2 separate regions of the Gasterosteus aculeatus genome follow, and region 2 is linked to region 1. The links are chromatin contacts, called in public Hi-C maps. All regions are on one chromosome and are shown on one strand. The core of a region is the stretch at or near the end of the contact, and the rest is flanking DNA. Distances in the headings are between cores, read along the strand shown. Region 1 overlaps lef1 (lymphoid enhancer-binding factor 1). Region 2 has its middle 19 kb from the start of LOC120824925.

Evidence for each region. A called contact is a pair of places that touch in the nucleus more often than the background predicts.
Region 2: a contact with region 1 is called in a Hi-C map of skeletal muscle, with 4 times the contacts expected there. The contact joins two enhancer-like sites. A contact is called at or near these places in 3 of 6 Hi-C or Micro-C datasets (skeletal muscle and tail fin).

What each region holds. Positions count from the first base shown.
Region 1 is chr9:15,635,292-15,641,216 of fGasAcu3.hap1.1, reverse strand. lef1 (lymphoid enhancer-binding factor 1) reads left to right here. Exons shown (of 11, transcript XM_040187550.2): 11 at 5,066-5,925. Among protein-coding and RNA genes, the nearest start is that of hadh, 9.4 kb to the right of the region's middle. Within about 2 kb of position 3,671, at least 2 of the 9 cell types and tissues checked have open chromatin away from gene starts, as enhancers often do.
Region 2 is chr9:15,692,547-15,698,471 of fGasAcu3.hap1.1, reverse strand. No RefSeq gene overlaps it. Among protein-coding and RNA genes, the nearest start is that of LOC120824925, 19 kb to the left of the region's middle. Within about 2 kb of position 2,586, at least 2 of the 9 cell types and tissues checked have open chromatin away from gene starts, as enhancers often do.

The sequences.
Region 1 (5,925 bases), core at 2,422-4,921:
TCACCCGCTGCAGATTTTTTTTTTTTTTCACAAAGGTGGCCTTTTAATCCGCCCTAGAAAGGGCCTTGGAGTTGCAAACTGTCATAAAACCGCGCCCGAGTCATCTCGGCCGGACTCTTATAAAGGTGCGCTTTTGTTGTCCAACAAAATCATTGTCTCTCCTAGCCGATCTGCCCCCTTAACACTTGTGCAAGAGGCTGCATTTTTAATCACATGATCCGGGATAAAAGGATGCTTTACAATTGGTAAAGTCTGCCAAGTGCAGTGAGGGGTCATTTGTAACCTCATGTCCGCTTGGGCATGAAAGTAAATGGGGGGCTTTTGGTGGCCTCTCTCCTCCCTCTCCCTCCGTTCTCGGTCGGGGCCCCGGCTCCGCTCCCTCTGATGTGTGCAGCCAGAAGTCAGCTGTCAGAAGACTTTGATGAGCAACGAGGGAGGAAGAGGAGGGCACGGGTGTGTTAGGGAGGGGTGGAAAGGGAGCGTAAGAAAAGGGGCAAAAAGAAAATCCCTTATTCTCTGGAGTTCTCGGTTTACCCAATCACTCTCGACTGCCACTCATCCTTCAGTCTCCATCTCCCATTTTCTTTTCCCCCCTCCCCTCTCTCTCTCTCTCTCTGTATTTGTTGCCTCTCATCTTCTCTCTCTCTCTCTCAGACCCTCATCACTCTCTCGCACATCTGAGCAGCCAGCCACACACTGCGCCTGCAATTAGGCAAGATTCGGCGCCGTCCTCCTTTTCCCGAGTCGTTTCAATTTGGCACCGAGCCTCCAGGCCACCGCGGCACAGCCCAGTGCCTCCGCACCCCGCCTTATTAGTGACCCGGGATAATTGGGAAAGGAATCCGGATTGCAAAACAGACTGTGGGTCTCGCTTTGAGCACAAGGGCACAGGAGACGGGAGGATGTTTTTCCCAAACTGCGCTTTTTCACACACATGAAGAAATATGTGTGGTAGGCGGGGGGGAATTTAGGCTTAAATCAGAGCAATCCAGCCCGCACCCCACCCGGCTAATGTTTCCGTGGGTGGGAAATATTGACCCCCGCAGTCCTCCCGTTCTCTCGCCTCCCTCCCCCTGACCTCCACAAAGGCCGCTCTGTGAAGTGAAATGACCCTCTCAGCACTTGTGTGGACTTCCAGAGGGTGGCAGCACGTCAAGCTTCATGTAATTCAAGCATGTGGTTTTAGCTTAGAAGCACAAATCTTGTACACCGACATGGTTTTATTATCCCGGCAAACCTTACGTGACACTTGGGGAAGAGGGGGGGGACAACCCTCTTAAAGGTCTTTGTTTACACGTGAGACATGCAGCCGCAGTGCTCCCATTGTTTAGACTGGGGCTGGAGACGTGTTTTGATTGAGTTACGGGCCTGTTGTGTGGAGGTTTGGTCAGCTGCAGTAACAGTATGAGGGTCCAGTCTCTTTTTGTGATGTCTTCTCTTCTTCCTATCAGCCCCCCGGCCCCCCCTCAACCTCCCCAACGCTTTGAAAGAGGTGAGATATGTGACCTTGACAGACGCTCCCCTGGGGAAATGCTTATCTTTTGAGTCGAAGGAACCCCCCCCCCCCCCCCAATGCATCAGCAGGACGGCGGAACTGCAGGAAGCAGTGTTTATTTTTTATTTTACTCGACTCGTTGGGGCAATTGTTAAAGGGGGCTAAACCTCAGCGGCAGTACAATCTCTTTTCTTTCCTGCTCCTCCGTCCCGACGCTGAATACGAGCGGCGGTGGGGGCCTTTGAAGCGAGACCACAGCAGAAGCGGCAGCAATTGCGGCGGCTCTTTGAATGTGCGCCCCCCCCCCCCCCCCCCCCTCCCCACACACACACACACGCACACACCACCATCTCTCGACATCCCCCGGCCTGCAGCGGCTCAGACTGAGCCGCTCGAGGGCACGCAGCCAAACTTCAGCTGCCCGGGCCCCCAGCGATGCCGCCTCAGATGTGGGCAACACCCCCCCCCCTCTCCCCTCCTCACACACCATCCTGTACTCCCACAGTCTCACCCACGCATGGCTGAGGTTTGGGGCTTTGGTGACTCCCCCTCCCCTTTTTCCCCCTTTTGACCACAACCAGACCCCCCACCCCTCCCTCCTCTCCAGACGTTAACACACAGGCACCGTCCCCCCCCCCCACCCACCCCGTGTATGAGATACATCCCCCGAGCTGCCTTTTGATAGCAGCTTTAAAAAAAATGTTTAAGAAGCGATTTCTTTTATGTGCTACAGGAATGCGCTGACAGTGCACAGCGTTTTGTTTCAAACATCGCTTTGTCTTTCAGGTGCTATTACTTTTTTTTAAACTTATTTCCCTGCCCCCCCCCCCCCCCCCCCCCCCCCACCCCCTTCCCCTCTGTGTCTTTAAAAGCGGTGCTGCTACAGATGTATTTAGAGGAGGCTGCCTTGAAAACCGTGTCCCCAAAACCAGCTGTGTGTTCCAGGCCGCGGCCGCGCCAACACAAACCGCCGCACGAGACTTTGTTCTAAATGTGGGGACAATTATACTTTCTGGAGCTGGTCTGAGCCGGACTGGGCTGACCTCGCTGCATGATGTAACGGAGTTATGGCACGTCTTGTTCCCTGGATCTCAGGTTGAGATTAAGAAGGGAGGCATCATTAATATTCCCATCCGATTTGAACCGGTTCCGTCCGAACACACGACGGTCATCAGTGATGGTTGTTGCAACTCAGAGTCAGAATCAGAAGCCATTTATTGCCACGCGTGTTACACATTGAGGAATTAGACTTAAAGTATTGGTGCAATGTGAATTGTACTTCATCCTTGTTGGTGTACAAGTGATACTAGAAAATACTAAAAAAGTTAGTGTGAACCTTTTCGCAACCTCGACCTGACCGCATTGTACCTTTTGGTAACGTTGTACTCGTTACGTCAATCGTTGAGGAGTTTGTGTCTCCCCTCCAAATAAAGTTAAATCACGTGACTGTGACTTTCTTTTGTTGCCCAGTCAGACTTCTTTCTGCGATATCACCATGCTCCCAACTGTCATAAGTTAAAAAAAAGGATGGCCATATCTACAAAATGAAGTGTCCGTCTCTCAGTCTTTTCCCTGACTGGCTGTAGTCTCTGCCACGGTAAAGCCCTCCTCTGCTGGAGACACCTCTCCCCACTCCGCTTATTTTTAGAGTGATTTGTCAGCGGTGTTTTCCTCTCTAATGGCACCAAAAGAAAGCCCAGAGCTGTGAGTAAAGGGCGAGCTGAGGGGGGGGCGTCGGTGGGTTTGGAGGTTAGGGGGGCTGCGAGGCAGGCGGGCCTCATCTGCGGCCGCTTTGATTTTGGCCTGGGAGGTGAAAGCGGCGATTGAGACGCGAGCTTGTGCCAGTTATCTTAACCTCCCACACTTCAAAAAGCTCGGCAGGAGCGGGTCCGACTCCTCACCCCCCCCCCCCTGCTGCAGAAAAGGAGAGAGAGAAAAAAGGGCGTTTGGGTTGTGTGTGGGGGGGGGGCTAAACTTTTGCTAGCTCTCTGAACAGAGGAGCGTTTCATTTCCTGCAAAAAAAAAAAGTCTAGGCGGCATTCCTGAGTGCTAATGTCGAGGGGAGGAGGAGGAGGAGGAGGAGGAGGGGTCAAGTTGCTCCTGAATCCCAGTGTTTGTGTCGGCTGGACCTTGTGAAGAGCTGGCCCGGTGGCCCCCCTCCAAAACCCCCGCAACCAACCACCACGCAGTACACATCCCTGCTGTTACCACCAACCTTTTTTTTTTTTGAATTGTGCGCACACACATATACACACACACACGCACACACACATACACACGTGCACTTTCTCGCCCGCAGACCCTCGGGCCTCTTCCCCTGGCAGGAAGGCCAAAGCTTTTCATGTCTGTGGAAGGAGGGGGGGGGGGGGAAATGCTCCCCAGGAAACAGGGTGCAGTCCCGGGCGTGCGGGTCCGCTTTGAGATCCCGGGATGAAAAGGCGGAGGTGAATAAAAGCGACAGCCCCCCCCCTCCCTCCCTCTCTCTCTCCCTCCCCCCCCCCTCTCAGGCTCCACTTTGTGCTGCTGACGGGTCACTCTCCTCCCCCGTCCCCTCTCATCCACATGTGGTGAAGCAGGGTGGTGTTAAGGTGCAGCGAGCGGTGGAGGATCAGCTGACTTGTCTCCTACAAAGAGACACCAGAGGAAAGCAAAACAGATTCCGCTGCTTTTCCTTTTCCTTTTCGTCTCTACAAAGCATGGCAGGAGGCAACCATCCACCTCTGCCTCGCCTGCTTTGATCACATATTCCATTTGATGCCGCTCGGCTCTAGAATACCTCTCCTCGGCTTGTCAATAACTGAAGCTAACTCTGTTATGTTAGCCCGAGCTCACATCACGACAGCGGAAAAGAGCACTTTTGCGGCGTGACAAACCATTCTGCGTGAGTCCTGTGAAGTGGATCGAGCAGGTCGGGTAACAATCTGCACCTGAACGACGTTGGTTCAGGTTACCAATTACCAACGCGGCCCCCGTAAAACTGTGCTCGTTTAACCGGGTCGACGCAGCCATCCTCCCGTGTGGAGAGTTGCTTCCCCGTCTTGCTTTCCCATCGACCACCCGGAGCGGCAGCCTCAATGTCGGCCAGAACAATCGGGCAAACGCCCCCGAGAGAGGGGAGGTATGAGTCAGTCAGGGTGGGGGGAGGGGCCAAGACCAGCGCAGCACTGCCAGCTGGGTCACGGCGACCCCGCGTTGGACTGGATCAAAGCTGGGCCCGGCCCACATCCTGTCACCGACCTATGACCCCTCTGTAGCTCGGCTCGACGCAGCTGCAGAGGCTTTCCTTCAGTCAGCTGTAACACTGCGGCGATGTACGGCGGATACCGATAGAAGGCGTGGCCGGTGAGGACAGGTGATCAGCCTGAGTCACTCTGAGTCGTCGCGACGTGTCCCGTGTGAGTCGAGGCGGCGCGTGGGACCAGTGTTTCGGTGCGAGTCGCCGATGCGCTGCTCATTCTTTTCCTTTTGTCGGTATACAGATGCAGTGACTTCATAGTTTGTTTGGATTTAAAAGTCTTTCCTTCTTTTTTTTAACTTTGTCTTTGTTTTTGCTCTGCTTTTCCCTCCCAGGAGGAAAACGGGACAATTTCTCCACATGCAAAGCGAAGGCAGCAGCTACGGGCCCTCTGCTTGAGATGGAGGCCTGCTAGGTTCCACGAAGACCCTTAAATCTCCCGTCTGAGGCCTCCAGTTCTCCAGAGGGCCGCACTCCCCCTCCACCCGTCTCTCTCCGAACCCCACCCAACCCCTTCGACACGGTCACATTGCCACCCCCTCCACAGAAAACCCTTCACTTGTTGCACTCTCCTCCCGTCCTGAAGGCGCCCACCAGAGAGACACTGAACTGAACAAGACAATCATGATTAGCTGGAGCACCCTCACGCAACCACCTTGTCTCACCGTAAAAAAAACAAAAACGACAACAAAAAAACAAACAAAAAAAACATCGATTTGTCGTCTGTGTTTCGTCAGTTCTCTTTTTACAATCAGCTTTGCCGCAATAGTCCCGATGCACCTCCACTGCACCGCCCAGACACTCCGACACTCCAAGTCACCGTAAGTTATTTGTCGCCTTGGTTTCTTTGTATAGTTCGTCAGGCCCACATCCAATCCCCCCCCCCCCCCCCCGTTCTCTCTCTCCCTCCCTGGATTTTTGAGACCATTTAGGGTTTTGCCCGACTGACCAAACACCTCTTTTTAGACTGCACTAAGGAAGCCGGAGGAATTTCATCTTGTCTTCGAATCGTCGAGACGCCATTTTAGTTTGTTTGTTTTCATTTGTTTTTCATTTTAGACTGAATTTGATTTTGAATGCTTTTTTTGTATCCTGAACCCTTGTTTCAATATCTCGGTGTATATTTTAGTGTTTTTTTTAATATTGTTTTTTATATAGTGGTATATATAAAATTAAGCTTTGGACACAGGAAAGC
Region 2 (5,925 bases), core at 1,337-3,836, 58 kb before region 1:
GCTCACCAAAATAATTTACTCTTGATATGATGAGATTTCTCTTTTTTTCTTTCTTTTTTTCTATTTGGCAAAATGTCTTAATCACTTTATAGAGTGATTAACCGAAGAGGTGGGACGGCAGCCACTGCGCGCACACACAGCACACAACACGCACAAACACACACAGAGCCAGACTTGTAGAGGCCCAAAGATAGCAGCAAAGCCCCCCCTTCCCCCAATACACACACACTCACACCTAATGGCACTACCAAAGCCCCCGATGATCTTTGTTGTGAAAAGTTAGCTCAGTCTCTAGATCCACCTTCAAGGTTCAGTCGGCCGCTGTGCTCAGAGAGGAGTTTGCGGGATGGAAAAGCGTTTAAGCTGGATTCTCAGCGGGGATCTCCGCAAAGCACGTCAGAAGAGAGCAAAACCAAGTATTATACAGCTTTCTTTGAAGAGTGGGAAATACCAGTTGTTATGTTTCCCCAAAATAAGCAGCACAAACTGTGGGTTTGTACCTTCAATTTTTCTCCTTGTACAAATAAAACTAAACATGGGGGCGACGCAAACACACACAGCCACATATGAGCGTGCAGGAAAACTCTTTGAGATTCAGGGGCCTCGTTGTGCGCATGAAAAAAAGCCTCAGTGATTTACTGTACTTGTACCCACACGCACACACACACACACACAGCAAACCACTTCCTAACCCTCCACCGCTAACTACAGCGCAGCCGCCTGAGAACAGTGTCCCTCCTCTGGCTGTTCTCTGTGTAATCGTCGGCTGGGCCGCGGCGGCAGCCACAGCGCTGCCTTGCTCGAGGGCCTCCGGTAAAACGAGCCAGCCACCTGTGAGTTCGGCTGGCTGGCCCGTTGCCAGGACAGAAAACCGATATGAAAGAGAGGACCTGGGAAGGCGTCGCACTCCAGTGCAAAGCACACACACCATCACTTGCACACACACACACACACACACACACACACACACCAAAGGAGGGATAATTCCCTTGGCCACATGAAAGCGGGAGGCGGTGGGCAGAACGCCAGGCAGCGCTACCTGGAGACAAAGGAGCAGCACCTCGGGGGTGATATTCATCTTGGATTCAACATGCTGATGGATCCCGCCTGTGAAGGGGGAGAGGCGGACTGTGTGTGTTTGTGTGTGTGTGTGTGTGTAAGCAGATGAATATATTTGAGCCTGCAAGCGATGTGCGCTCCCAGCATGCAGCAGCTCCGTAGTCTGCAATTAATCTCTCCGACATCAGGCCTCCCCCCCAGAGGGGGCAGGTTTCTCTCTGCTGCTACTGATCTACGCCGCGCAGCGGCCCCCCCGGGGGCGTGTGGGGGCGTTCTGGGGGAGCTCACCCAGGCCCACTCAGGCGGGAGGGGAGGGGGATCCACCTGAGACGCGAGCGGCGGCGCAGCTCACCTGGCTTGGCAGGGGGAGGGACGGTGTGATGTAACAATCGGTGTGATCGTCGGCTAATTGAGCGAAGGAAATGCTATTTAAGTCGCATTTATGTCACAACATGTTTGATTCCTCGTCAGCGTCTTCCTCTCTTGAAGCTTTTTATTCGGCTTTTGTCTGACCTCCTTGTGAAATTTAATGAAGACGTTATTGTAATGTGAAAACTTTGCCTCTCTCCGAAGCGCGACTTTGGGATCTACGTCAAACAGCGTGGTTTTTGCTTTGATGACGATGCATTTTGACATTATCTGATGGGTTTAAAAAGAGCTTTTTTGATAGTGTCTCAGCTGCTTTTTCTTCCCAGGGTCTGACAGCATCGGAATCACCAGGAGCGGAGGCACATGGAGGCACGTGTTTTTAAACATCAGCAGTGAAGTACAACGATGCAAAGATGCAAAGATTGCACATTACACTCACATTCAGAGTTGACGAGGCTTCAGAACAAAATCGTTATTTGATAAATGTAGGAAGCTAGAATAAGATCTCAAGCCCCCAAGGAACAACTGCTCCAGTTTGTTTGAGCTGCAACAAATAGTCAATTAATCTATTTGTTGATTACCAGAAAATATATCTACAACAACTTTGTCAGCTATTTGTTTATTGAGTGTTATTCTCCCAAAAAAACAAATGCTCCCCACAATGGACTTTTCTAGGAATAGGACTTTAGCTAATTATATTACTGGATTCTGGAGTGGTTGTTGGAGAAATGTGACATTCTGATTTTGTCAGATAAATGACGGATGAATAGATAATGAAAATAATCAATAGTTGCAGCCTTATTCAAAACGCAAAGACATTATGGTTTCTAAGACAATGGAATCCAGAAAAACAAGCTGAAACAAGAGATTTTCAAACTCTTTTCACAACAGATTTTTCTTTCAATACAATAATCTCTACAGCTCTGGCTTCACGTTGCATCATGACATGACATGACAACTGACACTAGAATCCCACTATCAACCGGCAGATAATCCAGCGGTCTGACCTCAACACCCCTCTGCGGTGAAAGGTCGGCATTACGGATTGAGCCACACAAACCAGCACCGGAAGCAAAAAGGAGGCTCCTCCCGCGGGCCCCTCGGCCCCCGCTCCCCGTACGGAACGCGGCCCACCGGCAGCTGCTGCCGCCAGATAATCCCGCGTTCACGTTTTTGCGCGCGCGGAGCAGAACGCGCACAGTGTCACTCCGCATCACTACAAAGGACCTGTGACGGGAGGATTACCGCGGCGGGGCCACGCGGCGCGTTTGGCTTTGGCGACGGGTTGGCTGCTGCGCACCACCAGCCTCTGTACCGGCCTAATGATGTTGTCTGAGCACCGAGGGGTGGAGATGTGGGGAGGCGGGGGAGGTGGGGGAGGGGGGGGCCTGTTACTTATCTCCACTGCTCCGCAGCATTTCTCTTAATTAAAACTCCTATCTGTGTCTTTGAAGTTCATAATGAGTCAGTTTGGTTACGCGGAGGAACAGGCTGATATTTACGCTGTTATTTCTCCACCTCTCGATTCCTCCCAGCGTTTCGACACCATATTGAATGTGCGCCGCCGCGCCACGTGCCAGCGCACAGGCGTGTAACGCGTTGTTGTGGCGCCTCTTCTTTAGTCATCGACGCGAAAAACAACCCAAAGGAGTGACGGTGTGGGAAATGAGGCCGGCAAAAAAAAAAAAGAGGGAGCCGGTGCTGCTGATTTTTCATTATGGGATGTGAATGGGTTTAATCTTATCACTGGCTGCTCCTCACAGCTTGTGCTGATCTCTCTCCCTCTCTCGCTGCACACTCGTGCTTTCACAGGCCTTTCAGATTACAGTCAAATATTACAGCCCGTGACCAATCTCCAATTAACCAAATGTTGTCGGGGTATAGTATCACCCTTGGCTCCTTTTCATGCTCCTTTAACGCCTTTTCAAGAGGCTTGAATATTTTTCACTTCTGCGCCACGAAACATCATTCTGTTGAAGCCTTCTTGCTCCGCACCGATGGGAGCTTAACCTAAATAAATCAGTCTCCCTGTAATGTATTCCTAAATCGGCTCGGAATTAATTGAACCTCAAAATTGTATTCCAATCAAGTAAATTACCGCAGCGTCGCGGCTTTGAAAGGCTGACCAAGGAATTTTGGGGTCTCTAATTATCCAGCGTTAGATGGGCGGATCTTTGAACGCGGTGGGTGTTGTTCGCCTGTTTTTCTCGTATTCCTGTCAGCGCGAGCTTCGGCGGCGGCCGTTGTGCCACTGTCGCGCCTCTGCGAGGTGACGTGTGTCCGGCTGCAGGAGGCGGCTGTGGTGGTCAAAGGTCAAGAGTTGTTATGACAATATCATGCACATGCCTAATAGGACATAATACAATACATAACATTTTATTTGGACCGACATGGATGCCAAGGCCACAACTCACCACTCTATTTTTTTTATTAATCTCGATCTGCCCCGTTGTTTTTATGCTCATAGGCTGCCTGTGTGCCCGTGTATTGAAGCAAACAGGAAAATAATTAGAGGCTGAACATCATGGGGGAAGAATAAATCTCGGAGAAGCAGGCGGGCCCTGTCACGGACAACCAAGATGCAAACTGCTCTGCCAACATTGGCGCTGATGAATAGATGGAGGCCTCTCTGCCGGGGAGACTATAAATGTTTTTACAGTGTGTGCGCGCCGATTTGTTGACCTGCACCCGTTTTGTTTGCAAGCAAACACCAGCTTTGTACAGTCTGCCTTCGCTTGTCTTTTAGACTTCAGTTGGCACCTTCTCGCTTTTCATCCGCGCACAAGAAATCCGCACCTTCTTTTCTAGATTCCTTGAAACTCCAGAATACAGAAGTTTTTCCTCTACCCACCCCCCCCCCCCCCACACACACACACACACACACAACCCCCCCCCCCCCCCCGAGTGGAGAGAACTTCAAACAAACACGCAGATAGTGTAAAGCACGTTTGATGTCAGCAGGGACAAACATTGCAGCGAGGACTGACAGTTTGGAGACGGTGTGTTCCGAGAAGCTCAATGTGAGAGAAACAGACACAATGGGCGGGGACGGACAACATATACGGCAATATTCTGTCTTTGTGTTCATGTTCATTCATACTTATATATATATTTATATGGTACAGTTGTTAAATACATCTCTTGATTTTTTGATATATTCCCTTTTCTTAATTCCTTGAATATTCCTTGTTATTGTATGTACTGTGTTTTTGTAATAGAAAGCACATGTAACCGGAGTCAAGTTCCAAGTATGCATAAGCATAAGTATACATGGGGAATAAAGCTGATTCTGAGTCTGAAGACTGATGGCTGTGAGAGTTTCTGGACTTTCTGGCAATCGGTTTCCCGTTTGAACTGGTCCATAATGTGGAGTTCTGTGGCTTTTTGATTCCTAACTTAATTGTTTCCCATGACTTTTACTCTGCTTCAAAGTCATATTTAATCACTTGTAACCGCTGGCGCGTCATATTTCACTTCTCAAACTGCCGATTGTGTGTCATGCCGCTGTAAATCTACAATATGCCATGAACACCCCATGAAGACTGTATTTATTATTCCCAACAAAAGCAAGAAAGAGCAAGAGTCAAGAAATGAAACATACACACAAACTTTTACAGAGCATCACTTATTATTTCTCCACAGGAGTATCGATTGGTTTCTGTCCACTGGGGGGCAGCAGAACGAGCCGTGAACACTACACAAACATATTACCGCCTTTAGTTTTACAAAGCCAATCGTATACTTACACCTTTCAGACACAGAGCATTAATAGCATTTCTACTACCTTTATGAATATAAGTCCAGTATTCTCTCTCCTCTTGGCTCCATCATTGGTCTTTACTGAAGCAGGAGTGAAATATCTGCTGCTCTTCAGCGGCTGAAAGCTTCCATGTGTTCACCATCTTGTCACAGCCTTTGTCTGTCGGCCGCTTGGTGCGGTGCGGCACTCACACAGTGGGATTCATGTGCTTTGTCACTGGAGCGGTGGGAGGGGACCTTAATCATAAAGGGAGGCCTTTCATGTAAACTGCCGTATAGTTTCTGGCACGCAACGATGACATTTCTTTCTCCTTTTCTATCTATTTTGGGACTAATAACGTTGGGGATGGCGTTTTCCTTGTTAGCCTTTCGATTACCAAGTCCAATTAGTTACAGCATAACATATTAAGGACCATTTTAATCAGTAGGTAAGCTGAGCTCTTGTGAATGTGTAGTGTGTCTTATTATGACATTGTTTACTTTTCACAACTCTCTAAAACTAAAATAAACTATAATGTATGAATGATTTAATGCTCTGCTGAAAACCTACAGCGGTTGTAACAGTTGGGCTCTTTTGATTTAATCCCTTATTGTCATTTTTGGTTCTCTTTGCCGTTTTCCAACAGCGCCTCAGACGTTTTTGTTTTTTACACAGAGCAAACTGTTCACTCTCATTCTTTTACGAAGAAGAAATGGCAAGACCTGCTGCTTCGCCCGTAAAATAAACGAAACAATAAT